Regions from separate parts of the Mus musculus genome. Here all the other regions are linked to region 3. Evidence: chromatin contacts called from public Hi-C data. All regions are on one chromosome and are shown on one strand. Each heading gives the region's core, a stretch centred on a gene start, on an enhancer-like site or on the middle of the called end of the contact. The rest is flanking DNA. Distances are from core to core; before and after follow the strand shown.

Evidence for each region. A called contact is a pair of places that touch in the nucleus more often than the background predicts.
Region 1: a Hi-C map of myocytes shows a contact between it and region 3, with 3 times the contacts expected there. The contact joins two enhancer-like sites. A contact is called at or near these places in 7 of 484 Hi-C or Micro-C datasets (Sertoli cells, embryonic stem cells, myocytes and 3 more), 1 of 115 datasets of contacts at active chromatin or transcription factors (embryonic stem cells) and 1 of 9 other capture datasets (embryonic stem cells).
Region 2: a Hi-C map of myocytes shows a contact between it and region 3, with 2.8 times the contacts expected there. The contact joins two enhancer-like sites. A contact is called at or near these places in 3 of 484 Hi-C or Micro-C datasets (myocytes, nephron progenitors and uterus) and 2 of 115 datasets of contacts at active chromatin or transcription factors (both in embryonic stem cells).

Annotation. Positions count from the first base shown.
Region 1 is chr13:50,956,078-50,960,307 of GRCm38.p6, forward strand. No RefSeq gene overlaps it. Among named protein-coding and RNA genes, the nearest start is that of 1700048B10Rik, 24 kb to the left of the region's middle. Within about 2 kb of position 2,419, at least 62 of the 459 cell types and tissues checked have an H3K27ac peak or open chromatin away from gene starts, as enhancers often do. A contact at or near this core is called in myocytes and uterus, where this site is marked.
Region 2 is chr13:50,972,684-50,977,169 of GRCm38.p6, forward strand. No RefSeq gene overlaps it. Among named protein-coding and RNA genes, the nearest start is that of Gm32613, 17 kb to the right of the region's middle. Within about 2 kb of position 2,763, at least 22 of the 459 cell types and tissues checked have an H3K27ac peak or open chromatin away from gene starts, as enhancers often do. A contact at or near this core is called in myocytes and uterus, where this site is marked.
Region 3 is chr13:51,312,447-51,316,440 of GRCm38.p6, forward strand. All of the region lies in intron 2 of Gm46414 (a long non-coding RNA gene), which reads left to right. Among named protein-coding and RNA genes, the nearest start is that of S1pr3, 94 kb to the right of the region's middle. Within about 2 kb of position 2,230, at least 178 of the 459 cell types and tissues checked have an H3K27ac peak or open chromatin away from gene starts, as enhancers often do. A contact at or near this core is called in myocytes and uterus, where this site is marked.

The sequences.
Region 1 (4,230 bases), core at 1,169-3,668, 360 kb before region 3:
TTAACTGCTCAACCATCTCTGTGGGCGAGGCTCCGTTTACACTGGCATCCACAAGAGCATGAGGTCTTGGTGCGTGATAGAAAGGAGTAATCTGAGGCAGAAAATGGAGATTTTTGAAAGGAGAACAGAATCGATTCAAGTCTTTAAACCGTCGTGCTTGTGAGGAAAAAGCTGCGGTAGAAAAAAAATCGGGTTTCGTTTTTTCTTCCTTTTTGTGATTGGAAAGCATTTTATTCCGAGCACAGGTAAGCACTCCTAATGTTTCCCATGTGCTAATCTCGCTATCATTTCATAATGTCTCTTAGGTACAAACTTGCCACGTTTAATTTTTTGTGCTTTGGGACTTCCCGTGAAAAATATCACGTTAATTTTATTTATAAATAGGAATTAATGCTTAGATATGATCATAATCTAGAAGGATAAGTAGGAGCAAGAAGAATCGAATGTAAATCTGTTGCCTTTGCATGCTTACTGTGGCTTCCAGTTGGGTGTTTTGATGGAATTCCTGAGGACGTGAACCAGTGGCTCTCGGCTTCTCGTGCCTTTTCCTCCTGTCTGTCTGTTTTGTCTTATTCTGATGTATTAGTTTTTGTTCTGTTCTATAATTTACTTTATTTTACTACTATCCCTTAGGAGCCTGTTTATTTTCTAATGAGAGACAAAAGGGGAGTGGATCTAGACAGAAGGTGCAGTGGGGAGGAACTGGGAGGAGAGAGAGGAGAAACTGTAATCAGGATATATTAGATAAGGGGGGAAATCTATTTTCTTTTTTTAAAGATTTATTTATTTATTTATTTATTTATTTATTTATTTATTATATGTAAGTACACTATAGTTGTCTTCAGACACACCTGAAAAGGGTGTCAGATCTTATTACAGGTGTCTGTGAGCCACCACGTGGTTGCTGGGAATTGAACTCAGGACCTTCGGAAGAGCAGTCAGTGCTCTTAACCGCTGAGCCATCTCTCCAGCCCCAAAAATCTATTTTCGATAAAAGAAAAAAATGGAATCTTTTTTCCAGCTTGTGGGGTATGCATTCAGACTCAGGAATAAGAGAGGGATCGTGGAATGGGGGGACAGAAAGTTAAAAATGCTCCGGCCCTAGGCAAATACCTTTGACTTGCTCTCCACAGCCTTGCTTGGGACGTCTTTAGGGAAACACTTTACCTGTGCAGGCAATATCCGTTGTTTAGTTGGTTGGTTGGTTGGTTGGTTGGTTGAGACAAGGTCTCATTGTATATAGCCTTGGCTATCCTGGAACTTGTCACAGAGATCCATCTGCCTCTGCCCAAAGGCTGGGATTAAAGGTATTTGTAATAAGCCAAGCCTTCCTTGCTCAAATGAGCTAGAAGGTCTTGACTGAATCAGCAGGAAGAGCAACCTAGATCTGTGGGTGTGTGCTCTCTTTCCCTTCCCCTGCCCCCTTAACTGCCCATCATTTGTCCTACCTCAGGAGGCTGGGTTTTTTTTTTTTTTTTTTTTTTTTTTTGAGACAGAGTTTCTCTGTGTAGCCCTGACTGTCCTGGAACTCACTCTGTAGACCAGGCTGGCCTTGAACGCAGAAATCCGCCTGCCTCTGCCTCCCAAGTGCAGGGATTAAAGGCGTGTGCCACCACTGCCCAGCTCCACTTTGATTTTTATGTGTGCAAGTGTCTGCACGTGCGCGCATGCGGTGGCATTAGCATGGTGGTCCGAGGACAAAGTGGAGGCTGTTCATCCTTCCGTCCTGTGTGTCCCTAGAGTCAGCCCCAGTCCCTCAGTCTTAGCAGCAAGTGTCTTTACCCACTGAGGCATCTCCTCGACCCTGTTTTGTTTTTTGAGACAGGGTCTCAATGTAGCTCAGGCCTTCCACGGACCCTCTGTGTAGCAGGGGGAAGCTTTGAATTTCTGATCCCCCTGCCTCTTTTTCCCCAAGAGCTTAGGCTCCATGCCTGGCTTGGGATGGATAAAACTGAGTCCTCCTGTGAGTTAGCTCGTAGCTGCGAGACAATTAGGGAAAGTCCAAAGGATGACTGCTGGGCACACCCGGAAGACAGTTGTTCCAGGAATGTAGAGAACACAACTGTTCCACAGCCTGCTCACTAGCAAGTGCTCAGCGACTGACCGGAGAATCTATCTTCATGCTGCTCCGTCTCAGAGTAAAACCAGGACTGCCTCCAGCAGCAGACGAGGCTCTAACCCTGGTCTGCCACTCACTCGCTTCCTCATCTCCTTTCAACGGCAGTTCCTCCTCCCCCACCGCACAATGTCCCTTCACTTAGGGTAGACACTGGCAGATATGATACCTGTCCTTCTGACTCATTTAATTCCAGACAGGTGCCTACGTGTTTTCTCTGCAAAATGGGGAGGGGAGGAATCAATGTGGGTCTGCCATGATTCACGGAAGCCAGACGCGATTTCCTTTCAGGCTATGACTCATCTGAAAATGCGGCGAGAACCTTGACCTTCATGCACTGGCTGTGATTTTAAAAGCACGGTCACTTTCTGCCTGCTTTGAAGATGAATTTAACTCCAGACTCCATCAAGTGTGACTTTTCGTTCCAGGGGGAAACTCCCTGGAAGGTCCGAGGGTAACACAGTTGCAATGGCTCTGCTAAGGGAAAAGTTATTTCAAGCACAAGTGGCTCAACTCTCAGCTGCTCCAGGCTTCAGTGGAGTTGTGCTGACTGCTCTCCTCATAAAGTCTCAGGTTCTCCGTGTATAAAACAAGTGCTTCAACAACCATCTCTGTTTCCTTCAGCCTTCTCTGCATGTCTATAATTTGCTTACTAATTTTCTTTTTAAAATATTTTAAAAGTAAAAGAACATAGATTTTTATTGTTTTATTTTTAAGTGTGTATGTGTGTGTCTTTGTGTGGGCATGTGCACACATGAAGATGCCACTGGATGCCAGAGGCATCAGACCTCTCTGGATCTGGGAATCATGGGCAGTTATCCCGACATAAGCATTGGGAACCAAAGCCATGTCTTCTGAAAGAGCAGGGAGTGCTCTCAACTACTGAGCCAGCTCCCAGTGCCACACCTCTTTATTTTGTACTGAGATTTGAACCCAGGGGCTTGTGTCTGCTGGGCAAGCATTCTGCCACTGAGCTAAAGCCACAGCCTAATATTTTTTAATTAATGTACTTGGAATGTGTTAGGGACCTTTTGAGAACAAAGAAAAGACAACATGACTTAATTAGTGTCTGGGTACTTAAAACTGCAGTGTTCTTGCATTCCTTCAGCCTCAGTATAATGGCAACATTGATGTAGCCTTAGTGTTACAGTAACCCCATAGCCATAGAATCGCCAGTGAAAATACTGTTGCCATATAAGCTGCTCCCTAGCAAAGAGTTTCAGTGTCCTGTTTCTCTGAACAAGAATCCTATAACAAAAGCACACATTCAAATAAATGAGAGAGAAGAAGACAAACAGACACAGAGACAGAGAGAGGCAGAGAGGCAAAGAGAGACAGAGACAGACACACACACACACACACATATATATATACACACACATATACATATATATATATATATATTGTATATATTCAAGATCTGTATGGGGAAAACTGAAGGAAATCAGAGAAAAGATAGTCCATGTTCAAGGATAAGACTTGACGTTGTTAAGACATTCCTCCCAACTTGATCTAGAAGATCCAGTGCGATCCCAGAAGTCGACTTCTTCATGAATATTTACAAACTGATTCGACGACTTTATATGGAAAACCAAAGAAGACCAGAGCAGCCAACACAATATTGAGGAGGGACAGAGCCAGAGTACTGACTCAGCTTCAAGCCTTTGTATGAGGCTCCAGTAATGAAGACATCACGGAATGGATGACAAGATGAATGAATGAATGAATGAATGAATGAATGAATGAATGAATGAATGAATAAATGAAGATACAGAGAGAGCACCTGTCAGGGGTGTTCTCATACACATAGCCAGCTGCAGCAAAGCAGACACAGTGAAGAAAGGGACAACACACCAGACAGGACTAGACATGGTCACCACACAGTTTGTGTTACACTGTTAATATAATATAATAGTTAATATTAAAATGAATCACAGACTTAAAACTAAATGTAAAGCACAAAGCTAAAAATTGTATAAAAGATAACACAGGAAAAACAAACCTAAATGATCTTAGACTTGGTAATAAGTTTTGAGATACAATTCATAAAAGGAAAAACTGGTAAATGGGTGTCATTAAAGATTTCTGGGGAGTCTTCCACTTTGGCCTTTGGA
Region 2 (4,486 bases), core at 1,513-4,012, 340 kb before region 3:
CCCCAACCTTAATCACTGACAGAGCCAAGGCCTCTGTGGTCGGAGGCAGAGAGTAAACCTACTTTTATATTATTGGTGTATTTATTTCAAAGTCTCATCATGTAGCCCAGGCTGAGTGCAAACTCACAATCCTCCTTCCTGCCTTAGCCTCCCTAATGCTAGAATCACAGATGTACACCACCACACCAGGCTCTCCTTGTACAGATTATACAACACACATATTACACAACACATACTCACACACCAGACAACATGCACAGCATATGCCATACACACACATTACACAACACAAGTAATTTATACACAATGCACACATGTATCCACACACTGCATACAATGCCATGAATACATCACACAACTCACAAGGCACTCATAGACGCTGCACACAAACTCATGTCGATAAACATATATAAAATTAAATCGATCAGATAATGGAAGGTCTCTGATGACAAGCAGGGTGGTAATGCCAGAAGCAGGCCTATGAGGGCATGGCAGACACGGACATAACCAGACACAGACACGGACAGGATCAGATCCTTCATAGGAAAAGGGGGAATATAGAGGCCATGTTCTCTGGATTGCATATACACAGCAAGGGTTGATGAGTTACACAGCAGAATTTGATGAGAACACTCGAGGAATGTCCGAAGTATCATCTGTCAGGTTCATGTACCCAAGGCTAGCTCACAAAAAAGCAAACCCACAAAGAGTTGCAGATGGTCATGTTAAATTACAATGTAAAAAGCCTGGAAATCTCGGCTTCCAAGAATATGTAGTCCCGGAAGTCTTCTAATAATCCCACAATGGTAATGGCTACTACCACTGCCAGCAGAAGTGGAGTAGAGCAGGCAGGAGAACGCTTCTTTTTTTTCTTCCTGGTTGCCATGGGAGCACAGTGACCAGTGAGAACAAGCCAAGCGGGCAGGACCAGGGTTTTCGCACTATGTAGCTGCTCTTTTGCCTTCAGTATCCACTGGGGATCTCAGGGGATCAGCGGCTGTCAGCTATTTTATCCTAGGCCATTGGTGAACATTGCACTCCCTTATCTCATACAAGCACACGGGTATCCCCAACATAATCTTCAAAGCTCGGTGTATTTATCCCTTAGTATCTGAGCCAGCTTTCTATCACTGTGATAAAATACATGAGGGTTTGGTGGTTTGTTTTTTTTTAAAGCATATAAAGGAAAAAGGGAAGCTGACAAGATAGCGCAGTCAGTAAAGTGCTTTCCTGAGTTCAGTCCCCAGAACCCGAGTTATTAAAAAAAAAAAAAAAAGTTGGGCACAGCGTTGTGTTCTTGAAATCCCACGGTCGGAGAGATGGAGGCAGGGTGACCCCTGGGCCTCACTGGCTAGTCAGTTTACCTTACTTAGTGAGTTCCGGGCCAATGAGAGACTTTGTCTCCTAAGAAGAAAGGGGAGGGTTCATGAGTAAGAACCCACGAGGCTGTCCTCCAGCCTCCGTGTGTACCCACGCACATGAACACACCAATGACAAACACAAAAAGGAGGAAGGCTTCTCTATCTTACCCATTCAATGGTTTCAATCTACAGTCACCCAATCTCGTTACTTTGAGCCTAAGATAACACAGTGAGTGCCCCTGGTGGGACATGATAGAAGGAGGCCTTGTTCACCCAATAGCAGCTGAGAAGAAAAAGAGGAGGGAGCTTAAGAGATGAGGTCCCAGTGGCCCCCTCAAGTTTATGTCCCCAGTGGTGACTTTATCCCACTAGGTCCCCCTGTTATGCATGCTGACAATGCCAGAGCTGTGGACCAAGCCCTCACCATATAGTGAGAGGACCTAATTCACTCCATTTTAGAATAGCAGCCTTCAGCTTCAGTTTCCCAAAGAAGCAGTCAAGAGTTCTCAAAAAACCCCACAGACAATGGGTCATTAATCAGCAGCAGGCCTGACATCCAGCCAAGGGAGATAGGTAGCTCAAAGACTGAGACAGTTCCTGGAATTTCTCTAAGGCCTGACCAAAAACAGTAGAGCTAATATAGCAACTAATTTAACTAATAACTAATGTAATTGCTGCTTACCTAGCCAATCATATTTAAAAGACCTAACCATCCCTAAATTTCCCCTAGTTGTGCTTAAAAGGGGCCTGAGGGTTCATCTGGTCCTCATCATTTTGTTTGAATGGCTGACCCCCTATATGCTGGGTTTTTTTCTGCAGAATAAACATCCTTGGCTTTTGAATACTATTTGAGTCTAGGATTTGCCTTCAGCAACTCTCAGACCCTTACAATAGGTCTTCGGGGGATATTTCAGATCCAAAGTACAGGAGTATCTGCAGAGGGTTGGTTCTAGCATCCTGGTCAGGCACTAAAGTCCTCTGAGACTTAAGTCCCTAATGTAAAATTATGTAGCATTCTCTTAAACTCTATTCATATACACCATTATAGTGTGTGTGTGTGTGTGTGTGTGTGTGTGTGTGTGTGTGTGTGTGTGTGTGTGTTAGGGTTTGTACTGCTATGATAAATATCATAACCAGAAAATATCTACAACCAAGAAGCCAGGGTGGGAACTCAAGGTGATGTAGAGAAAAACAGAACAATAAGTTGATATTATAAAGGATCTACTAACCCCGCTTAAGAAAGATCAAGTTACATAAAGTAAAACTCTGGTTCTCTATCAATATTACTTCTGCCAAGCAGACAAGATGACCTTGGTTAACAGCTGCCTGGAAAAAGCAGTGCGAGTCTGTATCCGGATGACTATAATAATATTGTGACATTGTAAATCTTTCCCGAAAACAACCAGACCTTGGATTTTCTGCTGCCCTGGAACCTGTTTAATTGCTCAAATGTAACTTGAGGCCAGGAAGCTATAAACTGATGGGATTGTCATTCTGGGCTCGTTCCCTTTGCTACATTAGCCAGAACCAAATGTTAAGGAATGTTTCCTTTATTAATCTTAGCGGCGGCATGATTTCTCACTGCGAAGGCATTCATTCCATGCCAAGGGCAGGACCCTGAAGCAGAGGCATGGAAGAACATCACTTGCTGCTTGCTCACCATGCCCAGTTCACCCTGCTTGCCTGTGCCGTCCAGGAACACCTGTTCAGGAGGAGGGGTATCCCCAGGGAATCAGACTCTCTCACGTCGACCATTCATCCAGAAAATGACCCATAGGCTTGCCCACAAGCCAACCTAGTGAGGTCATTTTCTCAACTCGGGTTCTCTTTCCCTGAACAACTCTAGCTTATGTTAACTCGACAAAAAACAAAACAAAACAAAACAAACCCCAAAACCCAAAAACCCAGGACATTGTGTGTGTGCGTGTGTTTTGCCAGAGATTGAACCCGACTGTCAGCACACGCTGAACACAAGGTCTACCACTGAACTTTACAATTCCCAAACTCCTTTACATGTGAAATCATTTCTCCTTTTTTGTTTTTTGTTTTCAAAGATTTATTTATTTATTATATGTAAGTATACTGTCTTCAGACACTTTTTTTCTCTCTCTGGCCCTGCTCGCTCTGGCTCAAAGATTTCTTTATTTATTATATGTAAGTACACCGCAGCTGTCTTCAGACATCCCAGAAGAGGGCATCAGATCTCATTATGGATGGTTGTGAGCCACCAAGCGGTTGCTGGGATTTGAACTCAGGACCTTCGAAAGAGCAGTCAGGCTCTTAACCACGGAGACATCTCTCCTGCCTGTTAAATCGTTTCTTAATTACTGCTCCTATCCAAGACCACATAAACACCATGTAAATTGTTATAGTCTAATTTTCAGAAAATAAAGATAAAGGGGAAAGTTGTGTATGCTTGGTACAGATGAAAATTTCTGTTCAGGATACTGTTAATTCACAGTTGGCTGAACCGGTATTGTGGAGGCCGCATAAACAGAGGATTGGCTGTCCTCTTAGGTGACTCTTCCTAACACTTCATGCAATTCTGTTCTATTTCATTTAGAACGCAGATGTGGGAACAGACCTAAGTCGATCATCACTGACCTGCACCTCCAGTTGTTGATACCATGCATGATCCTGTCCTCTTGGCCAACAGCAGGATCCGTGCCTTCTGTTCTGACCAATAAAATGTGGCAAAAGTTATCACGTGCTAACTATTTCATGACTAAGCAATTTTATATATGACTTCTCTCTTAGCACACTAGAGCGGCCCAGTGAGAAAATGGTCACCTTGAGACACCACAGGTGGTACAACCCCATAGACAACACCCAGGCATTATCTGGAACAAGACCAGTAATAAGATTAACACTAGCAAATAGCAGGACCCTTGAGTGGAGTGGACCAGAGGAAACAAACTGTTGATAAATTGAGTGAATTTGAAAGAGGCTTCACCCCCTTGTTGGGATTTCAGATGAAGCACACAGCTTAGCGGGCATCGTCTTTGTAACCCTGAGCTAGCTAAGCTGGGCTCAGAGTCCTGGCCAGAGGATCTGTGAGATAGCGAATGTCTATAGCTAAAAAAAAAAAAATTAAAATTTTTTTAAAAGGTTGCTTTATGGTGGAT
Region 3 (3,994 bases), core at 980-3,479:
AGTAGGAAGGGCCATCAGCCAGTTCTGTGGGACATGGGGTCACACTATCCTCTCTACAACCTCTCAGGAAAAAAAAAAATCCAAAGAACAAATAATGCTGGGTCGGAGAGACAGCTTGGTCAGTAAAAGGACACAAGGACCCAAGGTTGGTCCCCAGAACTTACTTAGAACAAATCAATAAAAGTTGGGTATGGTAGCCTGCCCTTGTAATGCCAGGACTGAGGACATAATTGACAGGTCTCTGCAGTTGGCTGGTCAGCCAGCCTTTGTCTGCTTGGTGAATCCCAGGCCACTGAGAGACCAGGCTTTCCACCCCACCAAAGGGTATGGCATCTGAAAAGTGACACCTGAGGATGTTCTCTAACCTCCACACATATGCACGCGCGCGTGCACACACACACACACACACACACACACACACACGCGTGCACACACACACGCATACACACATACGTGCACACACATATGTACACACATATACATGCAAATACATACATATAACACATACACATATACTCACAAATGCACGCACACACATACATGTACACACACACACATACACACTGAGAGAAGTCTGAGCAAGGTCTGTCTATTACCTTGTTCCAATGTTTATTGCAATATTTCAGAGCAGAGACTTGATGCAGTATCAAAGGTTTACATCCACTCTTTTGGAATGCTCACAAAAGCACGTTCGGGTTGTCTCCTGAATGAAGGAATAGGAAAAGGGCAAGGGGAAAACACACACACACACACACACACACACACACACACACACATCAGCCTAATAAATCAATGCAAGATAGAGCAGCTGCAGCAATGCTGAGTTATTTTGAATAATCCTCTGGCTCCCAGGACTCTCTTCTGCTCATCTAGCTTGAGATCCATCTGCATCCCACTAGAGATGGTGTTTGTATTTTCAGACTGTCCCTTGACTTAGAGCCATCAGGCCAGAGCCTCAGCCTGCTCTTAGGAACCTTATGAACCCTTGGTGGGAGTATTAAAGTTATTTAAGTCCCCATGTCTCACTCTGAAGGCTCAGTTTGTGTTTTGTTTGTCCTCAGTCTATCTGAGTCAGAGGTGAGATGTGGTGCCCTCTCCCCCAGGACTTGTGTGGGTGGCTGGCTGGTCAATCTTGAGTTGGGCAGGCCGTCCTGGGAACCTTCTCCCACCCGCTGAGCTCAGAAGCTAAAGCAGGGACAGCTGGCTTCAGAGGGCCTCCAGCTGGCCCTTCTCATAGAGTGCAGCTCATCTGGCCTTTGATGCCACTGAGCTGTGCCAGGTACAGGGAACACACTCAGCCTGCACAGGGTGTGTCTGATTCCCTCGCCACCATTACAGCAGTGTCCTGCTTGGGCTCCTGCCACCCAGGAGAACAGCCAGGGCCAGCTCTCTATGCCTCTTTTGGAGCAGCCTTGCCTTGAGGTCACAGGGGCAACAGCACCCCCTCCCTACACACACACACACACACACACACACACACACACACACACACACTGAATGAATGACTGACTGACTGAGAAAGAACATCCCAAAGACTCTGCCTCACTTCTGGTCTTACACCTCTCTACAAGGCTGGCTTATGTGCCAACCAGTTCTCTCCAAATGACAGGACCATTTTAAACCAATTCCTGTAAGGCACCCTACTGTACCTTAATTTTTTTTAAAACATCTTTTCATCTCCGGAATTATTTTTGACTGAAAGACATACACAGCAATAGGACCTATAATTTTCTTTAGTTAACAAGATAACAAACTCCATGAAAACACTAGGCGATGGTCACGTAGGGCTTTTCCTACCTGAAGCCCCCTGGTTCCCCCACACACACAGAGCATTGTCTCCTCACTAGCTCTGAGGACAGAGCTTCTAGGTCCACCAAATGACTCAGTCATCCTATTTAAACAGTCCCCCATTCTGATGACACTCTCTGGGGTCCCCATGAGCACATTCCCCTACAATATGGGTCAGGTTTTTATATTTGGATGGAAATGGGCAGTGTCCTGTTTGCAGCAGGGAGTTTGCAGATAGGCAGCCCCTACCCCTTTCCAAGTTGATTCATTTTCCAAGCTACAAGGAAATCCCACTGCATGCTCCCCGCCCCTACGGTTTGTTCTCTGTAAATGCGGTTTTAATTAGGAGCAATGAATTCTGCAGACTCATGTCTCAGGCCTTTCCCCCAGGCATCCACTGTCTTCCCGCCCCCATGCTGGCCACAGAATGCACCAGGTCCCAAGGCAAGCTGCCTGTCAGGCCTCCTCAGGCAGCAGCTGCAACTGATTAGAGCTCTGCTGTGGGCCCTGTTTTATTTATGACCCACCTCTCCCTTCTCAAAAATCCATCAGGGCACACTCATGGAAGTAAAATTAGAGGCCCGGTCAGGGCTGGAGTTGGGAAATGCACTTTACCCTTCTTTTCAGGACATTAGTGGCTATGGCAGCGTGCTGCAGAGGGGACAGGCTGGGGGAGTGGCCCTGCTGTAGTCCCTGTGATCCTCTTGTGTGCTAAGCAGGGTTGCTTTTAGACTTCCATTGTCTGCTCCGTGCCTCCTTGAAAGTCACACTCTTCCCCCAACCTCCTTATGACGCTGGCTGTACCTTAATTGTCAGAAGATATCTCAGCTCTGCTTTCTGCCTTCCAACTGGGCTTATCTGCGCTTGGGGATATCTGTTGTTAATAAGCCAGTTAAAAGCCTTTGCTCATAGCCATATTCTGACATTTTTTTTTTCTAATGGATGAGACTTTTTCTCAGTCATACTGAAACACACCACCCCCACCCCAGCACACTCCTCAGAACTTTAGCAATCCTGGCCTGTCACCCCAGAGAAGGGGGTGTCTAAATCCTTTCATTTCTCAGTGGTCTGGCCCAGAGCTATCCCCCACCCCCAGTCTCTCTGATTCTTAGATAATGTGTCGCCTTGATTCCCAGTATGATGGCATATAAGATGAAACCTCATTTTTTTTTTTATTCCTCTCAGGAGAACCACATTTGTCTTTGAGAGTTTTTGGCTAGCAATTAAAACAGAAAGAGCTGCCTGGTCAAGGGCTTTGTGGGAAAGACTGTCTTAGCTAGAGTGCTCTTTCCCATGGTGACTGGGAACGCGGTTTCTAATCAGGACTCCCTCTCAGACACGAGTGGTCCTCACTCACATTCAAGAGGCTTGTGTGTGCACACATTCAAACAGAAAGACAGGAAGATTTGCTGCAGCTTAGAGAAATCGTGAGGGAGGAAACTTAGGAGGAACTGAGAATGTTTGGGTGAGCCACGAGGAGACAGAAGAGAGAAGCGGAGAAATGAGGTGGCCTTGTTCTCCAGCATTGCTGCGTCATCTCCAAAGAACACGGGGCAGTTGCTACCTGCTCTGAGGAACGTGGGTAACTGGAATTATGATCACTCAAATGCGACCTTTCTGAAGTCCTCAGTTCGCTCAGGGAAGAAGGGGGCTGTGCACTCCACACAGCCAATCCTCACGGGGCAGGTGTCCCAGCTGGAAGAGAAAGAGGCTCAGGCCTCCACCTCAGGAGGGCAACAGCTAAACCTGACACATCACCTACAGCACCAAGGCAGGGAAATGCCAGCAGGGTCTCTCTCTCTCCTCTCTCTCTCTCTCTCTCTCTCTCTCTCTCTCTCTCTCTCCCTCCCTCCCTCTCCCTCCCTCCCTCTCTCTCTCTCTCTCTCTCTCTCTCTCTCTCTCCTTCCTCTGTTTTTTATATCCCAGTTTTTCTGTGCATGCTGTTCCCTAGACACACTACAGGAAGTTAACCACCAACATCGAGGCATGATGGTTAGTGTTAACCTGACAGCATCTAGAATCACCTGGGCATGGCTCATGGGATTATCTCCATCACTGACTGAGGTAGGGACATCCAGCCACTGAGGGTGGCGTCATTCCCTAGTCAGGGGCATCCTGGACTGTGTAAATGGAGAAAGGCAGCTGAGCAGCAGCATGCGTGCATCTTAAATGTCCCCACTGGTGGACTGTATCTTGGAACTGTGAG